Regions from separate parts of the Mus musculus genome. Here regions 1 and 2 are each linked to region 3. A link is a contact called in public ChIA-PET and HiChIP or PLAC-seq data. All regions are on one chromosome and are shown on one strand. Each heading gives the region's core, a stretch centred on a gene start, on an enhancer-like site or on the middle of the called end of the contact. The rest is flanking DNA. Distances are from core to core; before and after follow the strand shown.

Region 1 (2,843 bases), core at 293-2,792, 75 kb after region 3:
ACACGTGGTTCCTTCGATAATTAGTCTCCTTCAATCACCATGTATTTAGCTAGGTACAGTAGATGTCTGGCACAAAAACAAGGAGAGCATTTTGACTGCCGAAGAAAGGTTCTTCAGAAACAATGCCAGGGCGCTCAGCCTGCAGGCTAAAATCCTGAACTCGCTCAAAAAGCTAGAGGATCATTTACAGCCCAGGATCCAAAAAGGCTCACACACTCAGGTGACGAGTACAAAGGTCACCGCTCAGGTGTTCGAGCAAAGAGCCAGCCAAGTGCACTTAGAAACTGCAGGATGCAAAGCAAACGCAGACAGGACAAGTGTTGTAACACTCACCCACACCTTCTCAACCCCGCCCCCCAGTCTTTATAAATAGAGGAGGCTGTCAGGGAACTGTCCAAGGTTACCACCTGACACGAAGGAGGAACATTCCTCTGTGAGGAACATTAATAAAGTAAATGAATGTACTGTATGTACTTACTGGACTCTGCTAGTCGACTTCTAAGTGGTTGACTAAGTGTTAAAATTAAATGGAAAAAAAAAAAAAGGGTACATAGGTAGACTTCCTTCTCAAGAGGATCTAAATGTCAAGAAGAAACTGACCGAAAGAGGGAGATCTCTAACTTCCCAAAGCAGCAGCAGCCCCCCCTGGAAAGGTACCGAAGCCAGCGGAACTGACACGGGCAGGACAGCACTGCCCCTCCCCATGCTAAAAGTTTGAACCCGCACCCGACTATCCTACGGTGGTCGGAAACTTCCCTAAACAAGAAGCAACCAGACACCCTCAAGTCTCCGCCCTCGGGCAGTCCCAGGTGCCCTCAGATGCCAGAGTGTCGCTTCCTCCCCCGGCCTTCCTCCCACTTCACCCCTCTCCTGGACACTCGCTGGCCTGCCTAGGCTTCCAGCACCGGCCAGTGTCCCGGGGTCCCGAGACGCTGCGGAGCACTGTCCCGGGCCCTGGATTCGGGCCTGCCCTTCAGGAGTCCACCCTGGCGCGTTGGTGCGCCTGGCGCGCCCAGCGTCCCCAGCCCGGCTGCGACCCCCGCCCCCGCCGGCCCTCACCTCCTCGGCGTGCTTGCGCAGCGCCTTCTCCCGCTCGTACTGGGTGATGAGCTGCTCGTTGTCGTCCCGCAGCAGCTCCAGCTCCACCTGGTGCTCCTGGTCCTGCGCGAACACCGAGTCCAGGTTCTCCAGCACGGCCACCACCAGTGGCATCAGCTCCTTGACCACCTCCTCATCGTAGCGCCCGATGAGCCGCTCGAACTCGCGGTAGATGGAGCCGGCCAGGCCGGACACCCGCTCTGACATCACGGCCCCGGAGCCTCCGGGCTCCTCCTGGTATACCACACCGTCCTCCAGCTCCATGGTGGCGGGCGGGCGGGCGGCCCCGGGCGTCGCCGGCTGAGGGGTGGCACGGGCCCGCACGGGACGGGCCCGGCGGAGGCTGGGGCTGGGGCTGGGCCCCGCGGGGTGGGGGCCGGAGCCCTGGCCAAGGAGGGGAGGGGTGGGGTGAGCGCACTCGCCCCAACCGCCGCTGCACCAACTGCCGGGGCGGCCCGGCCGCGCGCGCTACGCGTCACCCGTGGGGCGGGGCCAGCGCCGCGTCGCCCCGGTGGGCGGGGCCCCGCGGGAGGCCAGGCGCGGACGAGGGGCGGGGCCTGGCGGCGGCGTGCGCCGGCTGTGACGCCAACACCCGGCGCCGCGCGCGCGCGGACCGAGAGGTGAGAGGTGGAGGAAGTGACAGCCGGAGGCTGCGTTGGCTGGGCGTTCCCAGAGGAAAGGGAGGGGCTCTGAAGACTGACAACTTTCCCCAGGAGGCTGCAAGCGTTTTCTTCGCCTTTTTACGGCTCATCCCGCGCCTTCTTGGTGCGCCAGACGTGTGGACCCTGCTTAACAGACAAAGAAACTAGGGCCAGGGAAGTTGCGGGTTAGTCAAGGTCATACCGCTAGAACAGGAAAGAGGCAGAGGCGAGACTCTCTCTACTTCCTACTGAGAATTCTGGACTCAAAGGAAAACAGTGGATGAGGGAAAAAGCTGTAACTAGAATGACTGCCTAGAGGATCAGGTTGCCTCGAGTACGATAGTACACTTTGATGTTAAGGAAGAGTAAGGATAGCCTTAACCAGAAGAGCGAAGCGTCTGGAGAAGGGAAAATGAGTACCACTTTTTGCATTTTGCCAAACACTGGGTCCCTCTGCTCCCTGCCTATGAGAAAGACAGTTCTAGGCTGCAGCCACTACCACCGGTCCCTCTCTGATCTTGAGAGGGAGGTGGGGCTGGGAAGTGAGAGAAGAAGCAGAGGAGGCTATGGGGTGGAGTCAGTGGTGGAATAAGTCCCATGATACATGAAGTCACCTATCTTGGGAGTGCGTCACTCGTGGGGAATGCCACAACACCCTAGCCTTGGGCAGGCTGAGTCAGAGATTACTTCCGTGTATTCTCATCTTCCAGTCTCAAGTTTGGCGGAAGACACTCGCAAAAGCCTCTTCCCTTTGCCATAGCTGACTCAGATACACCGACTCCGACTCATCTAAATATATGGGAAGAACAGAGAGGATTTAAATAGACAAGTTATTAGGGAGAAGACTGGCTACCTCCCGGAGTCCTAAATACCCTGTTTGGTGTTTAGAAGTTTCAGATCATCCCCAAAGTCTCCCACACTTCCATCTCCCTGGAAACCACCAAAAGCTCTGTGGAGGTTGACCCAGTGCAAAAGGACAAAGATGAAAACTGTCAAAACAATTTCCCGAACCCCTGCGCCACTACCCTTAGTTTGTGCTCTCCCTGTCTCCCTTCCTCACCCTTACTTTGTGTATATGTCTGGATTCTAGGAATGCTGCCCAGC
Region 2 (3,051 bases), core at 162-2,661, 79 kb before region 3:
ACCCACATCCCCTTCTGGTTTCTACCTTGCCTTGGTCCACCCTCCTCCCATACCACATCCACCCCACCCCCCACCCCCATCCTCCCGCTGCTCCCAGGAAGGTCCGCCTCCAGTCAGCCTTGATGCCTCCCAGCTGCTGTCAATCTAAGCTGTTGGCCTGCGGGGAAACTGTCCCATGATTTGAGGTCCTGCCGGGTCTACCTGGCTTTCTTTTCCAGCTCCCATAAAGCCCGCTCCCCCACACCCTGCCATCGTTCTGGGTCTCATCTCTCTCGCTTCCTCCTCCTCCTCCCCAGATACCTTTCCTTCATCCCTTAACCTAGTCAACCCTTACTCACCTTTCAAAGCCAGTCCAAGGTCACCTGCTCCAGGAAAGCCACCCACCCGCCTAGATTACAGACTCTTCAGCCTCATCCCCCTATTACCTGGGCGTGACTCCCTTGCTGAGCTTGCCGTGTTATTTTATAATTATTTGCTCTGTGTCTGGCTTCTCCATTAAATTATTAGTTTATTGGGGGCAGAGACCACGCTTACTCATTGCTGTAGGTCCCCCCCCCCAGCCCCACACAAATACTTCTACTTTGTGAGGTCACTCTTTCGTCTTGTGCTGTAAGTGTACTATCTCGCTTTGTTGGTGGTTTTGTGGAGCTGGAGTTTGGGAAGGCCTGAGGCTTCTCACCTGGGGTCTACGATGGGCTGCCATGATCCAAAAGTGTAATATGGCTAGAGTCACCTGGGCTTGCCACTCAAGTGCTGTGACCTGCCTCCAGGCTAGGCAACCTCAGTGTACTTGGACTTCTTACAGACTGTCCCCCAAACCCAGTTGGACCTCCCACAATACCTAGAAGAAAGCTTCGGAATACGGTTTCAGCAGGTCTCATGAGGCAGGCAGTATCACTTCCTCTGAATTCAAAGGTTGACAAGTTCCCTAAGGTCAGTCCAGATTCAAAAGCGGAGGGACAGAGAACCACCTTGGACGGGTATTAAAAAAAAAAAAAAAAAAAAAATTGGTAGACCTCAGCAGCCAAGTGGTAGTGTGCGCAAGCGCTGTGGGGACCTGCTCAAGGGATCGCCCAGGGCGTGCTTTCCTGCCTCTCCCCTTGCCGGCTTTACTGGGCAGAGACCTCTTTGTGTTGTCTTTTCACACCAGTGACAGCCTGCGTTCTTGCTGTTCTCAAACTGGCTTTTGTGACTATTCTAGACGGGTGCATCCTTCACTTGCTCCCTCCCCCACTTTTTTTTTTTTCTGCTCTATAATATGCCATACGACTGCCTCATGGTTCACTAGACTGTTCGCCACACAATGCCATACATTTTGGTGGCTTCCAAAGGCTTGTTATTCCAGGGCAGTGAGAGTGGAGGGCCATGTGTCCCTGGCTGCTTTCCTGTTCCGTGCAGGGGAAGGGGGTAGTGCTGTGCGCCCGCAGCCCCGAGCCCTCTGCGAACGAGCGGCCTCGGGCCACAGCCCACCCGCAGTCACGGCTGTGTAACCGGGCTTACGTAACCGAGCCAATGGAACCTAAATTAAAAGAGGAAACCATCCTCTTGCCGCTCAACTCGCTTAATCCCTGTCTCTGTCCTGGGCCCCGCGCCCCCCTCCGAAGGTCTTGAGCGCGTTCCAGATTTCTAATTTCGTTTGCTTGTGCAACCAAAAATATGATGGCCGCGTTTCCCGGGGGTGATGGAGTCTGTACTCCCCGCTCCAGGCGCGCTAAAAACGGCAGCGCCGGGCTGCTAGAGGCGGGGGCGACGCGGGACCCGCGGGGTTCTGTGGTCCCAGCCTCCTCGTGATTTCCACCCGCCGCTGAACCCAGCGTGCGCGGCGCCGGGGGTGGGGGGAGTGCATCTTTCACCCGCGTGCCCCATCCCCAACACCTGCTGGAAGACGCACGTTGCACCTTTATGCCTTCAGAAATAGGAGAAGAAGAAAAGAAGGAAAGGAAACAGCACGCCTCTCACCAGGGAAGGGATGGAGCAGACAGGAACATCGAATTGCTGATTTAAAAGAAAGTAGGGTAGTCTGAGATGTGTTGACGTAGATCCAGTTGTTTTGGTTTTTTTTTTTTTTTTTTTTTTTTTTAAGCAAGCCGAGGAAATATAAAGAATATAATTGTGTCTGTGTTGTTTTATTTAAATCTGTAAACGGTGCTGGAAATATATGAGACCTGGGTTACATTCCTAGCACCACATAAACTGAATTTAGCGGTGCACATCTGGAATCCCGGCTGGAGGAGGAGGGAGCCGGAGGATGGAGCATCTAGAGTTAGCTTCAGCTACCTAGTGAGTTCGAGGCCTGCCTGGGCTTCATAAGGGCCTGTCTCAAAAAGGAACAAAGGACGGGGGTGGGGAGTGGGCATTAAGATGGCTCAACTAGTAACTGGACTTGCTGTCAAACTCTCTCCTCTCTCGGGGGTAGGGTGGGAGTGGGGGATGGGGTGGGGAGGAGAGAGAGCTCATATTGCCATGTGCCAAGCATTCATGTGGAAGCCAAAGTTCAGCTTTCGGGAGTCAACGCTCTCACGACTGTCCACAAGTCCCTATATTGGCTGAGCCATATCACACACACACACACACACACACACACACACACACCCCTTAAAAAAACAAAAGTAAACCAAATGAGTCGAGGCTTTTCAGCTACTGAAGGGGGCAGCTGAGGCTAGCCCCACCTTGCAAGCTGGAAGCCCGCCTGAGCTACAAGGTGAACACAAGGGCAACCTAGGCAATTTACCAAGACCTTGTCTTCAAACTACAACAAAAACAAATCTAAAAAAGGATAAAGAAAAAAAAGAAAAATCTGAGGAGACTGTTTAGTGGTCCAGAGCATTGTATAGCAGTCTCAAGGCCCAGGTCTCATTCCAGTGTCCCCTTCAAGAGAGATATAGTGATTTATTTATTTGTTTGTTTGTTTATTTATTTTTGGAGACAGGGTCTCTCTACATAGTTGTGTTTGCCCTAGAACACATCTTATAGACCAGGCTGGTCTCGAACCCATAGAGATCCGTCTGCCTCTGCCTCCTGAGTGCTGGAATGAAAGGTGTGCACCACCAT
Region 3 (2,916 bases), core at 238-2,737:
AATTATAAATTTCAAGTGTTAAAATTGCCTAATTAATTAAGGTCAACAGAACTCTGTAAGATTTATATAAGCCAGTTACTATCTGACTACCAATCATACACACAAACACACACACCCTGCACCGAGTTCTTTATTTATTTATGTTCAATATCTATTTTTAGAAATATAGCAAATCAATAAACTGTGAATTAAAGTATAAATTTAAATGTGAATTCATTTTTTGTCATTTCCATATAGAAAGACGTTTTTCATTAAAACTCTTATGATGTCAAATAATGTTCTAAGCAATCCCTGAAGCATAATAACCTTGTACCGTCAGGCAGTCAGGGACATTTTAAATGATTGTTCAGTCAGGTCATTAATGGCATCTAGTTTTAAACAGTGTGTATGGCACTTCTCTAGGGGAGCTGTCATACCTAGTAAATCCGCTCCTTCATCCACATCTCCAATAAGGCCCGAGCCAGCTGAGGACAGCTCTTCAAAGAGAGATTCTGTATTGCGATCAAAAGCTTTGTTCTCTATGCCTTTGGTGGGAGTGCTAGGCAACAAAAACAATAAAGCCAAAACGACAAATTACCAAGACTTTCTGACAGTGTATTTTTTTTTTTAACAAAAATGTATGTTTATTTAAAAACAAATCTAACCAGGGTATTTCCTGGTTAAAAACACAGAATCAAGTTCACGTTTGGTTGCTTCTTCCTTCCATCCCCAAACAAATGGCCATGATACCTTCTGTCCCACATGGTCACCCCAAGTAGCTCTTCACGGACTCCTCAGCTAGACCTTGACAGTGTATTTTTAATATAATGATTAAGCAGCATTGGAATTTCTTACTTAAATTTATATTGACTATAAAATATCAATATGAAAAGATTTCTTGGTGAATTTCCAAGAATTTCCCACAGAGAGTACACAGCGCCTCTTCTGTGAAGTCCCAGCAAACCCACAGAATAACGGCAGCTACTCTGGTCTGTGCAGTACACAGCTACAGACCGCAAAACAGACTCTGTGTTACCCCAATTTTACAAATAAGGAAACCAAACAGCTTAAGGATCTTGACAAAAATCATTCAGCAATTAGGTGAAAAAGAATTCAAACTAAAGCAATCTTGTTTCAGGATACATGACCTTTTCTTGTCTTATTTTATTTTACAGGGCTTCAGGGTTTCATGTCACTCAGGTTGTTCCCAAATTTGCTACATAGTTGAGGATGACCTTGGACTTCTGATCCTCCAGGGACAGGCTTGTGAACTTGACAAAGATTAAGACACTCTACAGAGACACTGTATGTATCAGACTATTGAAACAACAGACCCCAGAGAAATGGGAATTTTCACAGGAATCTCATTCTGAGAAAAGGAAGAGATAACAGCAGAAGGGCAACTTGCTTTCCTGAAAGAGACTTCGCACAATTCTAAGCACCTTACAGGATGAGACTGACACCCAGATAATGATGGGTCGACAGTGGGCCAAACCACACTTGTTCCTCTATTTAAACTGTGATCTCACTTCAGGACTACAAAGAAGGTTTTGGGGGCTCTCTGGATCTCTTTGTTCCTCTTCCAAAACTGATTAAAAGACTCAAAGCCATTGTACTTGGGACTCTGCCTTTAGGAAACTCCCACAGAGCCATGTCATAGCATATAATAAAGAGCCTCGGTGTCCTGTTTCTCTGTAGAGAAGACCTGAAACAGCAGAGCAAGGTAAACACCACTCTACATGAGGAAGGAACTAGAAGGCCAAGGCAGAGTCCTGAAAATAGCTAGATTTGGGGTCTGGTCATCCTAAAAATCATACACTTAGGAAACTCAGGTCTGTTAATGTTAGTGCTAAGTGCATGGAACACTGAAAAAAGGAAACATGTTTCATGACTTAAGATTCACCAATTCCAGGAAAACACAAAGCATCAAAAGAAAATTTACGGCTAAGTTTGAGAATTTGTATAGACATACTAATGCAGTAATATATTCTAATTGAACTAAAATTAAGATATAATGAAATTAGAGAATGAAAAGATGGATGTTGCCAGGTATAATCCCCAGCCCTGTTGTAACAGAAAAGACCAGAGAAGCAAGATTTGAACCCATATAAGTCTTACTCTGTTAGAGGCTATGCTTATCCTGGGTAAAATACCCAAGTATTTTACCATTACTCCATTACTGACTACTCAGTAGGGCTTAATAAATGATACGTGCTCATAACCGTTATTTAAAGGTAAATCTGTTGAGGAAACACAAAGCTCAATTCTAATCAATATGTTTTTGGATAACCTTGATTAAAACAATACCAAGCCACTCTTCTGCTCTCATTAATCAAGCTTTCCATGTAAGATGAGACTAAATTCCCTACTAATGAGATCATTCTAGACAGAACATGTTCTCTTCTCCCTCTTTTGTGAAAAAAATAAAGTTTGTTCAAATTTTTACTTCCTCCACTCCACTTCCTGGTCTCCTCAGGCGGGAGAAGCAGCCCTGGCTGTCTCCTCCTCCAGCTACTCTCAGTGACTGAGTCTGCTCCAGAGCCAGGTGACAACCATCAAGTGCTGGGCTCTGCATTAAGGGCTCCTTCCTTGTGAGACTAAGGTAAGGTCCTTGGAAGAGACACTTGTCATACAGCACTAAGCTAGTTTGTTCTTCTGCCTTCTCCCATGAGAGGATACTGCATCCTCTTCCGTAAAGGACGCGGCAAGAAGGCATTATCTTTGAAACAAAGAATAGCCTACACTGGACAACTGAACTAGCCGGGGTCTTCATCTTGAATGGCCTAGCTTGAGAATTCTGAGAAAACAAATCTCTCTTCTTTATAAACAATGCAATATTAGTTACTGTTACAGCAACATAGACAAAAACCCCATCTGCCCTTATGTCCCAATCCCTAATCCTGCCAGAAGAATGTCCTCCAAAATTTAAAATACAAG

What was found. ChIA-PET counts read pairs in DNA pulled down with a chosen protein or histone mark. HiChIP or PLAC-seq counts read pairs in DNA pulled down with a chosen protein or histone mark.
Region 1: a contact with region 3 is called in an H3K4me3 HiChIP or PLAC-seq map of the 230-238 cell line, with 63 read pairs. The contact joins the promoter of Spag9 here to the enhancer-like site in region 3. A contact is called at or near these places in 2 of 39 promoter capture datasets (embryonic stem cells and macrophages), 8 of 484 Hi-C or Micro-C datasets (the C3H10T1/2 cell line, Sertoli cells, Th2 cells and 5 more), 20 of 115 datasets of contacts at active chromatin or transcription factors (the 230-238 cell line, DN3 thymocytes, the HPC-7 cell line and 14 more) and 4 of 9 other capture datasets (adipose tissue, liver, macrophages and 1 more).
Region 2: a contact with region 3 is called in an RNA polymerase II ChIA-PET map of memory CD8 T cells, with 190 read pairs. The contact joins two enhancer-like sites. A contact is called at or near these places in 2 of 115 datasets of contacts at active chromatin or transcription factors (memory CD8 T cells and microglia) and 3 of 9 other capture datasets (adipose tissue, liver and pancreatic islet).

Annotation. Positions count from the first base shown.
Region 1 is chr11:93,994,790-93,997,632 of GRCm38.p6, reverse strand. It overlaps Spag9 (sperm associated antigen 9), which reads right to left and starts at 1,542. Exons shown (of 29, transcript NM_027569.3): 1 at 1,060-1,542. The coding sequence starts at 1,362.
Region 2 is chr11:94,147,756-94,150,806 of GRCm38.p6, reverse strand. All of the region lies in intron 2 of B230206L02Rik (RIKEN cDNA B230206L02 gene), which reads right to left. All of the region lies in intron 3 of Gm35338 (a long non-coding RNA gene), which reads left to right. Among named protein-coding and RNA genes, the nearest start is that of Gm35338, 13 kb to the left of the region's middle. Within about 2 kb of position 1,411, at least 122 of the 459 cell types and tissues checked have an H3K27ac peak or open chromatin away from gene starts, as enhancers often do. A contact at or near this core is called in memory CD8 T cells, where this site is marked.
Region 3 is chr11:94,069,187-94,072,102 of GRCm38.p6, reverse strand. Spag9 (sperm associated antigen 9) reads right to left here. Exons shown (of 29, transcript NM_027569.3): 8 at 417-538. Gm38951 (a long non-coding RNA gene) reads left to right here. Exons shown (of 2, transcript XR_880137.3): 2 at 1,155-2,424. Among named protein-coding and RNA genes, the nearest start is that of Gm38951, 3.8 kb to the left of the region's middle. Within about 2 kb of position 1,487, at least 29 of the 459 cell types and tissues checked have an H3K27ac peak or open chromatin away from gene starts, as enhancers often do. A contact at or near this core is called in the 230-238 cell line, the HPC-7 cell line, Sertoli cells and 2 more, where this site is marked.